2 separate regions of the Mus musculus genome follow, and region 1 is linked to region 2. A link is a contact called in public Micro-C data. All regions are on one chromosome and are shown on one strand. The core of a region is the stretch at or near the end of the contact, and the rest is flanking DNA. Distances in the headings are between cores, read along the strand shown. Region 1 has its middle 17 kb from the start of Gm23298. Region 2 has its middle 15 kb from the start of 2310015A10Rik.

Region 1 (5,601 bases), core at 788-3,287, 750 kb before region 2:
CATATCATGTTCCAGGACACCCAGGGCTACACAGAAAGACACTGTCTCAAAACAAAAAGACACTGGATTCATAATCAAAGGTCTCTCATCAAAAGTCAACAGGCCCAGATGCACACAGCTATAATTCCAGCACTAGAGTAGCTAAGGTAGGAGGATCTCAAGTTCAAAGCCAGCCTGGGCTACAGAGCAAATAACTGCTTCAGAAAACTAGAAATGGGAGCCCCTCCCTCACTTCATTTTCTGAGGCTATTACTTGGAGGTCAAGCAAGGACAGGAACAAGAAAATCACAGGTATTTTCACTTACCAACATAGAGGGATAACTAAGACACAGCACTGTATTTTAGAATGCACATCTAGGTGTGAGTTATCACAGCCAAGCAGATTTAGCAGGACTCTAAGGGATGGTTTCACAGCAAGAAACTCTATTGGAATACAAAACGGGGCTTTACATTAACATATTAAAGAAAACACATTTTAACCATTGCAGAAAAAAAGCATTTGATAATTGAAATACCGTTCATCATTAAGAATTTTCAGAAATCTAGAGACGAAAAGAAACATCCTTCACTCTATAGATGCCCACAGTCAGGCATGCAGGTTGGGTGTCTAAGGACTTTTTGCCCCAGGAGGATTGCCACTTCAGCCAGAGGATGCTATAAGGCAATTATAAACTTGGTTGTGCTAAGGGTCTGGGTGGAGTGTATAGAGATGTGGTTTTATTCTGGACTAATGCTGTCAGCAAGTTAGCAGTTCTGGGACTGGGTATTTTTTATTTTGTAAAGATTTATCTATTTTACTTTATGTGCACGGTGTTTGCCTGTATGAATGCTTGTGCACCACATGTGCACCTGGTGCCCTCAGAGGTCAGAAGAGGGCGTCAGGATTCACTGGAACTGCACTTACAGATGGTTGTGAGTCAGAGCACCAAAGCACTGGCAGGGATTCATGTTTGCTGGACACAGAAGAAGGCATTTGGGAGCGAGTGGAGCTCCCTGGCCTTCTCCAGAGGTGCACCTGCCGGGAGCCTCCAGGTGACCTGGAAGCTCTAGATATGTTAATAACTTTAATCTAGGATGTAGACCTTGGTTTCAAAGTTCTCTGCCTGACCCCTGGTAATTATGGCACCTAGAGGATGCAATAAAGCCTTGTGTGGTAGTCTCCTACTTACTTAGTCTCCAAGGTCCATGCAGCCTGGCCTTCATCTTCCTCTTCATCCCCATCCTGGTTTACCCTTCTGCCCAACTATTCCGCACCCCTTCCTGTGTTCTCTGCCTTTTCTTTGTCCTCACAACCTTCATTACTCTCTCTTGCCCTCCCTGCTGCCTTTCATCCACAGCCAATGAAATACCCACAGTCCCTGGGACCCTGTCAGGCCCAGAAGAGACAAGGGTAGCAGAGGAAGACACAGGTCACAAGATGCACACTTGAGAACCAAGAATGTACAAAGTGGTCCGGTGTGCCTAGCCCTCACCCCGCCCTGGCCTTTAGCCGATGTTGGAGGAATATCTGTTGAAACAACTGTATCTGTGATAGATGGACTATGTTCGAATACCTCCTCAACCCTGGTCCCTGTGAATGTGGCTTTAATTTGAAGTAGGGTCTCTGCAGATGTTAGCAAGCCACAGTGAGAATGTATCAGCTCAGGGGGACCCTGGTATGGCACTTGGAGACCTTACAAGAAGAGCATCGCACTGTGAGAAGATCGGGGAGGAACTGGAGTGGAGCAGGTATGAGAACAGCAAGGCCAAGAATCACCAGAATCTAAAAAGAAGGAAGAACAGATTTTTGAGCCTTCAAGACACATCAGGAACTTTTTCAACACCTTGATTTTGGGCATCTGTCTTTCAGAACCGAGACAATACAATCCTGTAATATTAAATTGTCCCCTGTACTGATGAGTTCTAAGGCCGCTCTAGAAAACTATTTATCTAGGACTCCTAACTCTCGTTTCCATTCTCAGGCTACAGCTGCCTAAAGTTCAGGATAGATCTCGTCCTCTCAGACCTGGAGGAGGCCGTCTCCTTCGCCGACGCTAGAAGGCGCTAGAAGGCTGTGCCAGCGCCACCTCTTGGGCTGGCTAAAGGTTTGGTTTCTGGTGCAGTGCAGTGTGACTTGCTGGGATCCTAAATCCAAGCTGGTGATTGGATACTCGTTTCTGTAAGCTCTTTTCAGAGAAAAGGGTGTTTGTCCTGTCGGGGAGCCGAAAGTGGTTTCTCTCCTTTCAAAACTGCCCTGTCAACCCGGGCTCCCGCTTTACAACTGTACAGCCTCAGCTCTTAAGAGAGACCTATGTTCAGGGACCTATGGCCTCCCAGGCTGGCGAAAGGTTGCCTGCCGTGCAAGGAGGCGGCGGGCCACAAGGCCTGAGGATGCAGAGGATGCAGAAATGCTTTGCCAGGGGAGTTTAGGCAGAACTTAGTATTTTCAAATGCCACCTTGACAGCATCCTTTGGCTGAGTCACAAGCCGAAATCCAGGTGGGAATTCTTAGTCCTTCTGTCCTCTCAGTCTCAGAGAATTTACTCCAGAGTTGTGGATCTTTTTAAAAACATATTCTTTTTACATTTAGTGTGTGTGTGTGTGTGTGTGCATGTGTGTGTGTGTGTCTTGTTTTCATGTACCTCTGTGTACCACGAGCCTGCTTACGCTACAGAGGCCAGAAAAGGGCATCTGGTGTCCTTGGAACTGGAGTTACAGGTAATTGTGAGCCGCCATATGTGTGCTGGGAATTGAACCTGGGTTCTTTGGAAGAGCAGCTTGTACTCTCCCACAAAAAAAATATTTCTTTTAAAAACTATTGTGCACGTGCCCACATGTGTGGAGGTCAGACATCTCACAAAAGTCATTTCTCTTCTTCCACTATGTGGGTTCTGGGGTCAGGTCTAGAGAGTGAGTTCCAGGACAGCCAGGGCCACACAGAGAAACCCTGTCTCAGAAAACAAACATGCAAATAAATAAATAAATAAATAAATAAATAAATGAAATTATACACTTACAGAAAGCTTCCTGCCCCCCTCCAGATATTGTTACACGCTTCTTAAAAGTGAACACGTAGTCTGGAGAGATGGCTCAGCTGTTCAGAGCACTGAGTGCTCTTCCAGGGGTCCTGAGTTCAATTCCCAGCAATCACATGGAGGCTCACAACCATTTGTAATGTGATCTGGCGCCCTCTTCTGGTGTGTCTGAAAACAGCTACAGTGTGTTCATACACATTAAATTTTTTTTTTAAGTGAAGACATTCTTCTGTGTGGTCATGACGCACTCATCGACTCTAGAGCTCACCAGTAGCACACGATCATCCAGCCTGCACACCCTGCTCCGCGTTCTCCTCATCTAGTTCATGCCTGTAAAACCGTCATCCCCTCAAGGACTGAGTGGGCTGACCACCCAGTTCTCAAGCCCCGGCTGTGTGGCTCTCGTTCCCTTCTGGTGTCTTCACGCCCCACAGAGTTTGCGCAGAGCATGTGCTCTCTATTCTCTTGGTAATAACATATCTGGTAATTACCGTGCGTCAGAGATGGCCCAAGGAGGACCCAAGTGTGTGTGTGTTTCCAGGAATATCGTGACTCTCCATCCCAGGAATGTAAATATGTAGTAAGCTTGCATCAGACCTCGTAAAATGCTGGGTTCCATGGGGAGAGACAGAGGAGGTGGGTTCTGCCCCTGTTCCGCCCTCACAAGCAGATTGTCCCTGACCCTCTGAATTCCTTACACCCTCCCTGTACAAAGCCAATCACCTCTATGTCACCTGAAAACAAGCTTTTGTCATCTACTAGGAACGAATGTAGTGAGCCTTTTTCTGAGCCCTGGTCACAGCCTGAGCCCCTCACGCTCTGGCCCTCTGCACGGACCTCAGAATGAATGCTTAGTTCACTGCCAAGCTGTATCTGCTGTTTCCTCTTGCCTTGGAGATGGAATCCTTTTGGCCCTTTCATCCGTGTGTCTTTGTCTCCTCATATAGTCATCCAGGAATCTCGAGCCTGATAGATAGATACATATATCAGGAGATCCAAGTTCAGCTCCCTGCACCCACACCAGGTAGCTCACAACTGCCAATAACTCCAGCTCCAGGATGTCTGTCTGCTGTCTCTAGCCTCTTTGGGCACCTGCACTCAAGTGCACATACCCACACCCAGACCCGTAATTTAAAAAAAAAAAAAAAAAAAAACAATTTTAAAGGGTCCAGATTAGAAGACGGTTCTCCTCCCGTATGGTTCTCCTCCCGTATCACTCCATCAGCCTCCAGCACTGGTCCTCAGAGGAGCTCAGTGCTCCTCGCATTGTAAATACAGGTACATTTGCCTCTAGGAGTTCTCTGTATACAGAAAAACACGCATACTGATACATTCTTGCTCTTTTTTTCTTTTTCTTTACTCACTTTACATCCCAATTGCTGTCCCCTCTACAGGTCCCCCCTCCCAAAGTCCCTTCCCCCAGTACATTCCCCCCCCTCCCTCCCTCTCTCTCTTTTCAATTTTATTCTTTAATCTTTTTTCACAGTCCAGACTTCATCCCCTTCCCGGTCTGTGCCCCAACCGCTCCCCTTCTCATAACCCTCCCCCTCCTCCCACCCTCCCTACACCATCTCCAAGAGAATGTCCCCATGACCCACCCCCACCCACCCCCAGGCCTCCCCACTCCCTGGGGCCTCAAGTCTCTTGAGGGTTAGGTGCAGCTCTCACTGAGGCCAGAACGGGCAGTGCTCTGCTGTATCTGTGTTGGGGGCCTCATATCAGCTGTTGTATGTTACCTGTTGGTGGCTCAGTGTCTGAGAGATCTCCAGGGTCCAGGTCAGTTGAGACTGCTGGTCTTCCCAGGGGGCCCCCTCCTCCATTGCCATGTGCTCCATTAGGCACCTGGTCTTTCTCAGACCACAATATGTTCTGTAGATTGCCCCTTAAGTAATTTTAGTTTTGAGGGTTTTTTGTTGTTGTTTTTGTTTTGTTTTGTTTTGTTTTCCAGTATTCATTGTCTATTTGGATATATTAGATGTATTTAACTAGCCAGGCTGATAACTCCTGGCGTTGTGTTCACATTTTTACTTTATTAAATAGTTGTAATACATAATGTAGATAAAAATGAGCAAGGACATCTGCAGAAAAAGATCTCCGAAGTGGAAGATTGAGTATGTCCCTCCAAAAGTCATATGTTGGAACGTAACCCTAAGGTGGAGATAAAAAGTGGGGCCTGTGGGGAGTGAACAGGTCATGGGCTAGTGCTAATGTCCTTGTAAAAAAGGGTGGGGGTGAACTAGCTAGGAACCTGTGGGCCCTTCCATCTCTCCTGCTATTGAGGATTTGTTTATCTCTTTTATAATGTCTATGAGAAAGAACCAAGTGGTATAGAGACCAGGATTCCAGCAGACATTGAAAAGGCAGGACCTTGATCCTTCCATTCTCCAGACATTGAGAAGTAACGGTCTATGGTTTGTAAACCACCCAGTGTAACAAACTACGTTAGAGCAACACAGATGGATTACGCCCAGCATCGAACTTCCAAGTTAAATGGTATGTGGTAGTTGTTTCCTTCTGCTTAAAACATTTTATTTATTTAGTAAATTAATATGATGTGTACCACATGTGTGTCTGGTGCTTCGGGGGG
Region 2 (6,010 bases), core at 2,407-4,906:
GAACACAGGTCTCCATGATATTCCGTTCTATTTGAGGAAGGCTGAGGTAATAGACTCATGGGTGAACCGGATTTTCTCTGTAGGTAGAGCAAGCTGGGTCACAGCACAGAGCTTGCTGGAGAGCCAGAGTTGATGCCAACCAAAGACTTCTAGGACTCAGGGCCATGCTCTGCAGCCACCCATGCTGCTGCTGGCCCCAAGGTCACCAGGTTGCAGACTGGATGTGTGAGCATTTGAAGCTGGCGGAAACCAAAATACCCCCAGCAGCGGGAAAGCCACCCCCATTAATATCCATACCTCTAAAGTCACGAGGACCCAGAGAAGACCCTGAATAGGTGATGCTACGCTCTTTTTTTTTTTTTTAAAGATTTATTTATTATTATATGTAAGTACACTGTAGCTGTCTTCAGAAACACCAGAAGAGGGAGGCAGATCTCGTTACGGATGGTTGTGAGCCACCATGTGGTTGCTGGGATTTGAACTCTGGACCCTCGGAAGAGCAGTCGGGTGCTCTTACCCACTGAGCCATCTCACCAGCCCTATGCTACGCTCTTACGGCTGCTTGGAGGGAGCCTCCCAGCTATGACTTCAGACCCCAACCCTGAGTTCACCAGGCCTAGCAGGGGGAAGTAATTATGTGAGACACCCCAAAGCAGTATATGAGTCAGTGTCTGGGGCCCAGGGAGTGCTGTGTGCAGAGCATCAAGTCCTTAGGGGACAGGGTACTGGGCACAGAGGAAGAAAAAGAAGTCTCCCTCTGTTTCTTTGAGAACAGTGACTCTGGTTTGGTTTGTTGTGGTCTGGGCTGGCACCCACACAAACCTTCCCAGGTCCCCTGCTATGTCACTGCTGTTTTGAAAGTGTGAGGTCTGGCTTGGGTATGGTGTGGGCCAGTTTGACAGAGAACTTGTAATTAGTGTCTTTCCTCAAACTGCCACCTTGGGAAGAATTTGGTCAGACCTCTTTCTTTACACAGGGCCTGGGGTGGGTAGAGGAACAGGCTGCCCAGTCAAGACCCCCATGGGCCTGGGAAAGCAGCAGGAATTCAGATCTGGGGAGGGTGGGAGGTGGAACCTACCTGGAGGCCAAGTTACTGAGCTGCTCCAAGGACGGGTGGGCCACAGGCAAGAACCAGGGCTTGCTGGAAACTGCTTAGCTGCATGGTAAGAAGCCATTCCCGGTGCTGTAACATAGCACCCCTGCCTGGTTGGCTTACAAACAACAGAAGCATATTGCTCACAATGCTAAAGGCTGACATCCAAGATGAAGCCTGGTTCAAGGCCCAGGGACAGCCCCATGCTTGTCGGTCAAGTCAGCTTGACACAAACCTGGATAATTTAGGAAGAGGGGATCTTAGAAAAATGACTCCTTGGTCTGTAGGCAAGTCTGTGAGGTATTATCTTGATTAGTTATTGATGTGGGAGGTCCATTGGGAGTGGTGCCACCTCTGGACATGTTGCCCTGGATGGTATAGAGAGCAGGCTGAGCAAGCCATGGAAAGCAAACCCGTAAGCAGCACCCCTCCATGGTCTCTGCTTCACTTCCGGCCTCCAGGTTCCTGCCTCATCGAGTTCCTGTCCTGACTCCCCTCTGTGACAGTTAGAGTGTGACCGAACATAAACTCTTTCCCCACCAAGTTGCTTTTGGTCACACTGTCTTACCACAGCTGCTGAAATTTCTTAGAGAGGGGCTGGTAGGTTCTCTCACTGAGAGGCTTAGATTCATGGATGCCTCCTCTCTCTGTTCTCTCATAAGATGAAAAAAAAATGGTGGGGTTTGCTGCAGTCTCTTATTTTATTTTTTGACACATGGTCCATGCTGGTCTTTGAACTTCTGATCCTCCTGCCTCTACTACCCAAGTGCTGGAATTGTAAATAGGAGCCAACATGCCTAGTTTATGTGGTACTGGGAATCGAATCCAGAACTTCATACATGACAGGCAGCCACTCTTCCAACTGAGCCTTCATTTTATTTACTTCTTAAGAGATTTATTTATTTATTATGCTACAGTGTTCTCTCTGCATATATGCCTGAACTACAGAAGAGGGCATCAGATCCCATTACAGATGGTTGTTTGCCACCATGTGGTTGCTGGGAGTTGAACTCGGGACTTCTGGAAGAGCAGCCAGTGCTCTTAACCACTGAGCCATCTCTCCAGCCCCTTCATTTTATTTTTGAGACAACAAAGGTCTTACCGCATTGCGAAAGGCTGGCCCCAAGCCCCTTGCAATCCACTAACTTTCCTGCTACTCTAGCAGCTGGCACTAACTGTGCCAGGCCCCGGGGCAGCCTCACACTGCTTCTCTGTACTTGTCTGAGCCTGTACTCACCTCCGCTCCTTTGCAGTGGGGCTGCCCCTGGTGGTTTGCATTTGACAAAGACCTTGCTTGAGTGGTGCTGCTTTCTCTCCTCACATGTGCTAGGGCAGGTGTGATCAAGCAAGTCTTCCCGGGCCAGGGCAGCCACTTCGTCCTTCCCTGAGTCCTCTGGGAGACTCAGTCAGAGCAGAACTGAGCTACAGCAGAGGGCCGAGGGCCTCAGCCACAGGCCCTCTGCTCTTAGAAGATGAGGTATACACACCAGCTCTGCTGTCCCTCATCCTCCCGTGAGCCCTGTTGTATGTAGCCTGTGGAGCGAGCTCTGTCCATCGGGGCCTGGGAGTGGGCAGGCAGCTGTGTTATGAGTGAGGAGTCAGGTTGACCAAGCACCACCTTCCCAGCGAGGGCTGATGAGTCTTCAGGCCAGGCTTGGCCTCTATGTCCTCTCTAACAAGTCTCTACTCCCCCACTCTGTCTCTGTCTCCCCAGAGAGAGAAAGACTGACAGAGACAGAGAGACAGACATACCAGACACACACACACACACACACACACACACACACACACACACACACAAGAGAGAGAGAGACAGAGACAGAGACAGAGACAGAGAAACAGACAGAGAGACAGACAGAGACAGTGACAGAGACATGACAAATATTGCTTCTCACCCATCATAAGGACCATGACCAGTACTCCATTACAAAAGAAGAGTTAACAAGAGAAAGGCATAACATAGCGACTTGATCAAAGTTATATAACGACCCAGGGGAAACAATGTATCTTTATGCCTTGGGTCAGTGAAGGATGGGCAGTGGTACAGAATTGTGCCTGGGTAAAAGGTCATGACCTGACCGTGATAGACAACAGGCCAGCAAGGCCTTCCTGTCCAGATGCTGCTGCGTGTCTGTGCAACATCTCTGCTCCCTTGGGGCTGGTGTCTTCCAGGGAGAGGGGAGATAGTGAAGTTTCCAGAATTTATGGCTTGCTTTCCAAAGCAAGAGGAATCTTGGAATCGTTAGGGAAGTGGAAAGGACAGGGACTGCACAGGACGGGCAGAGAGAAGCCGTCCACGCCTCTGAGCCCCGTCAGACTCCTATAGTTCAAGTAGGCCCAGATGAGGTACTCTGAGGTATCACGTGATCCCAGATATGTGTATGCAAATACTGTACATTATTCTTACCTAATGTTTGTAAGCCTCTCTGGCTCTCCACCCCTGGAAACCACATATTTTATGTTTGTGAAAGCCAATGTACTGAATACCACACTTGTCACCAGGCTTTGAAAGTGAGAAACATTAAAAATGAGCAGCGGGCTGAACCCTTGACCTGTGGCCCAGCTTCTTAGCCAACAGAGGACTGTGCGTGTTGAGCGTGCTGTGCGCCTGACTTTCAATGGCACCGATGAACCTCGTCTTCTCCCGGAGTTCCGTTGTGGGCCAGCAGATGGCGCCTGTTCGTTTTCTCTCTCTCTCTCTCTCTCTCTCTCTCTCTCTCTCTCTCTCTCTCTCTCTCTCTCTCTCTCTCTCATTCCACCATCTGGGAAAAGGAACCGAATATAGTAACCAGGACGGGGCTCTGAACATATAATTTTCAAACCTCCTATTCCACCACAAGGGAAACCTCTGAGGGTTTTCTTCTGGGAAAAGCAATTAGGTTAACCTCTTAGGAGGAGAAGTTGCCTTGCTGAGCTTGTCTGGGAAAATAAAATATCCTCCCAAGAGCCATCTTGGAGGTGGAGAGAAACCACCAAAGGAGCTTGTGGGAGGGAGGAAGGGGTTTGGGGCTTCCAGGGAAGGTCTGGGAACCTCAGAGAAGAGCTCCGGGCTTGGCCTGAGCCATGCCTCAGGTCCGAGGAGGCCGAGTCTCTACTTGTAGAGCTATGATTTTAGGATAGAGGTTGATAGAGTCCAAATGGGTATAGGATTGCTCAGGGTGGGCTGAAGCTAACCCCTGGCAGTAGACTGGAGTTAAGGATGGTTGTGAGCCTCATCAGCTGCTGCTCACTGAGCCTGGGTCCGCTGAAGGAGCATCAGGTGCCCTCAACAGTGGATTAATCTCTTCAGCCCTCTCCTTCCCTCAGGCTCGCTCTCTCTCTCCCTCCCACTCTTCTTCCCTTCCTTCCTCTCTCCCTCCTCCCCCTCCTCTTCTCATTCTTTCTCCCAACTCTTTTTTCCTATTCTCCATTTCATTCACCCCCTGCACCAAACTTCATTATTTCCTTCCTTCTGCTTTGGGCTTAATGTAGAATTCTCTTTCTAGTTCCTTAGATTGTAAAAGCTCGGCTCTTGACATTGCTGTTGTTTTTAATGTAGCGAGGGAATCCAGGAATGGTCACCTCAACGTGTGGCACCCCAGAGTGCTTATTCTTCTAAAAGGAAGGAACTCTGAGCGCAGAGGATGCTGGGAGAGGCTTTTCTCTCTTTTCTCTTTGTCCGATTGGATTCTGGACTGCTGGGGGAGAAAACAATTACGCAAAGTCCTTTCTCTGATTTTCCATTAACTATACCGATTGCAAAAGGCGGTCTCAATACCTCCACAGACTGCTGTCACACACATTTGTCTTTCACTTGGTCCCATTCCAAAGACAAGCATTTATAAATGGCCCTCTGTTTTGTTAGCCAAACTGTCTTTGTCCCAGGCCTTTGAATTCCCCTATACTCATTTATAAAATTGTCTATGTCCTCGTTTTTGTCCTCCTCTATAGAAATGAGGTGTGTAATACACTTAAGAACCATGTTGGGGTGTAGGTAAGTGTGTCACGTGACTGAATTTCTACATGTAACAAATTTATTTGCCTTTTCTCTTATTTACTATCAATTTATTCCAGTGCATCATTAAAGATACGAGGCATTTAAAAAGTGTTTATAGTTGTATTTATAGCAGTAGTATCCTCTGTTTCTTTTTAAAATTAATTTATTTTTATGAGCATTAGTGTTTTGCCTGCATAAGTGTCTGTGTGAGAATGTCAGATCCTATGGAACTGGAGTTACAGACAGCTGTGAGCTGTCATGTGGGGGATGGGAATTGAACTTGAGTCCTCTGGAAGAGCAGTCCGTGCTCTTAATCAGTGAGCCATCTCTCCGGCTCTCTGTATCCATCTTATGTGCTCTCTTCTTTCATCTCTAAGCATTTTCTAATTCTTCTTGTGACTCTTCTTGAATCTATTGGTCATTTAAGAATTTTTTTAAATTTTTCACTAATTTGTGAATTTTCCAGTTTTAGTTATTATTTATTTCTAACACAATCCTGTTGTGCTTAAAAGATTATGTGTGTGTGTGTGTGTGTGTGTGTGTGTGTGTGTGTGTATAATGAATTCCAGCACTCTTTAGTCAGAGACAGGCAAATCTTTGGGTTCAAGGCCAGCCTGATCTGATCCACACAGTGAGGTTCCAGGTAAGCAAAAACTACACAGTGCGTCCTTGTCTCAAGCAAACAACAACAAAACCCACAGAAAGATCCATTAGTTAGCTGGGTAGTGGTGGCACAAACTTTTAAGCCTAGTACTTGGGAGGCAGAGGTAAGCAGATCTCTGTGAGTTCAAGGCCAGCTCTAGTGTACAGATTGAGTTCCAGGACAGTTAGAGCTACACAGATACACCCTGGTTGGAAAATCCAAGCAGGGGAGAAGATAGTTATAGTTTTAAATTTGCTGAGGCTTAATTTAGGTGTGGCCTAGTTGGAGCCTAAGAAGG

What was found. A called contact is a pair of places that touch in the nucleus more often than the background predicts.
Region 1: a Micro-C map of the G1E-ER4 cell line shows a contact between it and region 2, with 4 times the contacts expected there. The contact joins two enhancer-like sites. A contact is called at or near these places in 12 of 484 Hi-C or Micro-C datasets (the Ba/F3 cell line, the G1E-ER4 cell line, bone marrow-derived macrophages and 8 more) and 1 of 115 datasets of contacts at active chromatin or transcription factors (microglia).

What each region holds. Positions count from the first base shown.
Region 1 is chr12:80,891,852-80,897,452 of GRCm38.p6, reverse strand. No RefSeq gene overlaps it. Among named protein-coding and RNA genes, the nearest start is that of Gm23298, 17 kb to the left of the region's middle. Within about 2 kb of position 2,037, at least 32 of the 459 cell types and tissues checked have an H3K27ac peak or open chromatin away from gene starts, as enhancers often do. A contact at or near this core is called in the G1E-ER4 cell line and bone marrow-derived macrophages, where this site is marked.
Region 2 is chr12:80,144,362-80,150,371 of GRCm38.p6, reverse strand. No RefSeq gene overlaps it. Among named protein-coding and RNA genes, the nearest start is that of 2310015A10Rik, 15 kb to the right of the region's middle. Within about 2 kb of position 3,656, at least 44 of the 459 cell types and tissues checked have an H3K27ac peak or open chromatin away from gene starts, as enhancers often do. A contact at or near this core is called in the G1E-ER4 cell line and bone marrow-derived macrophages, where this site is marked.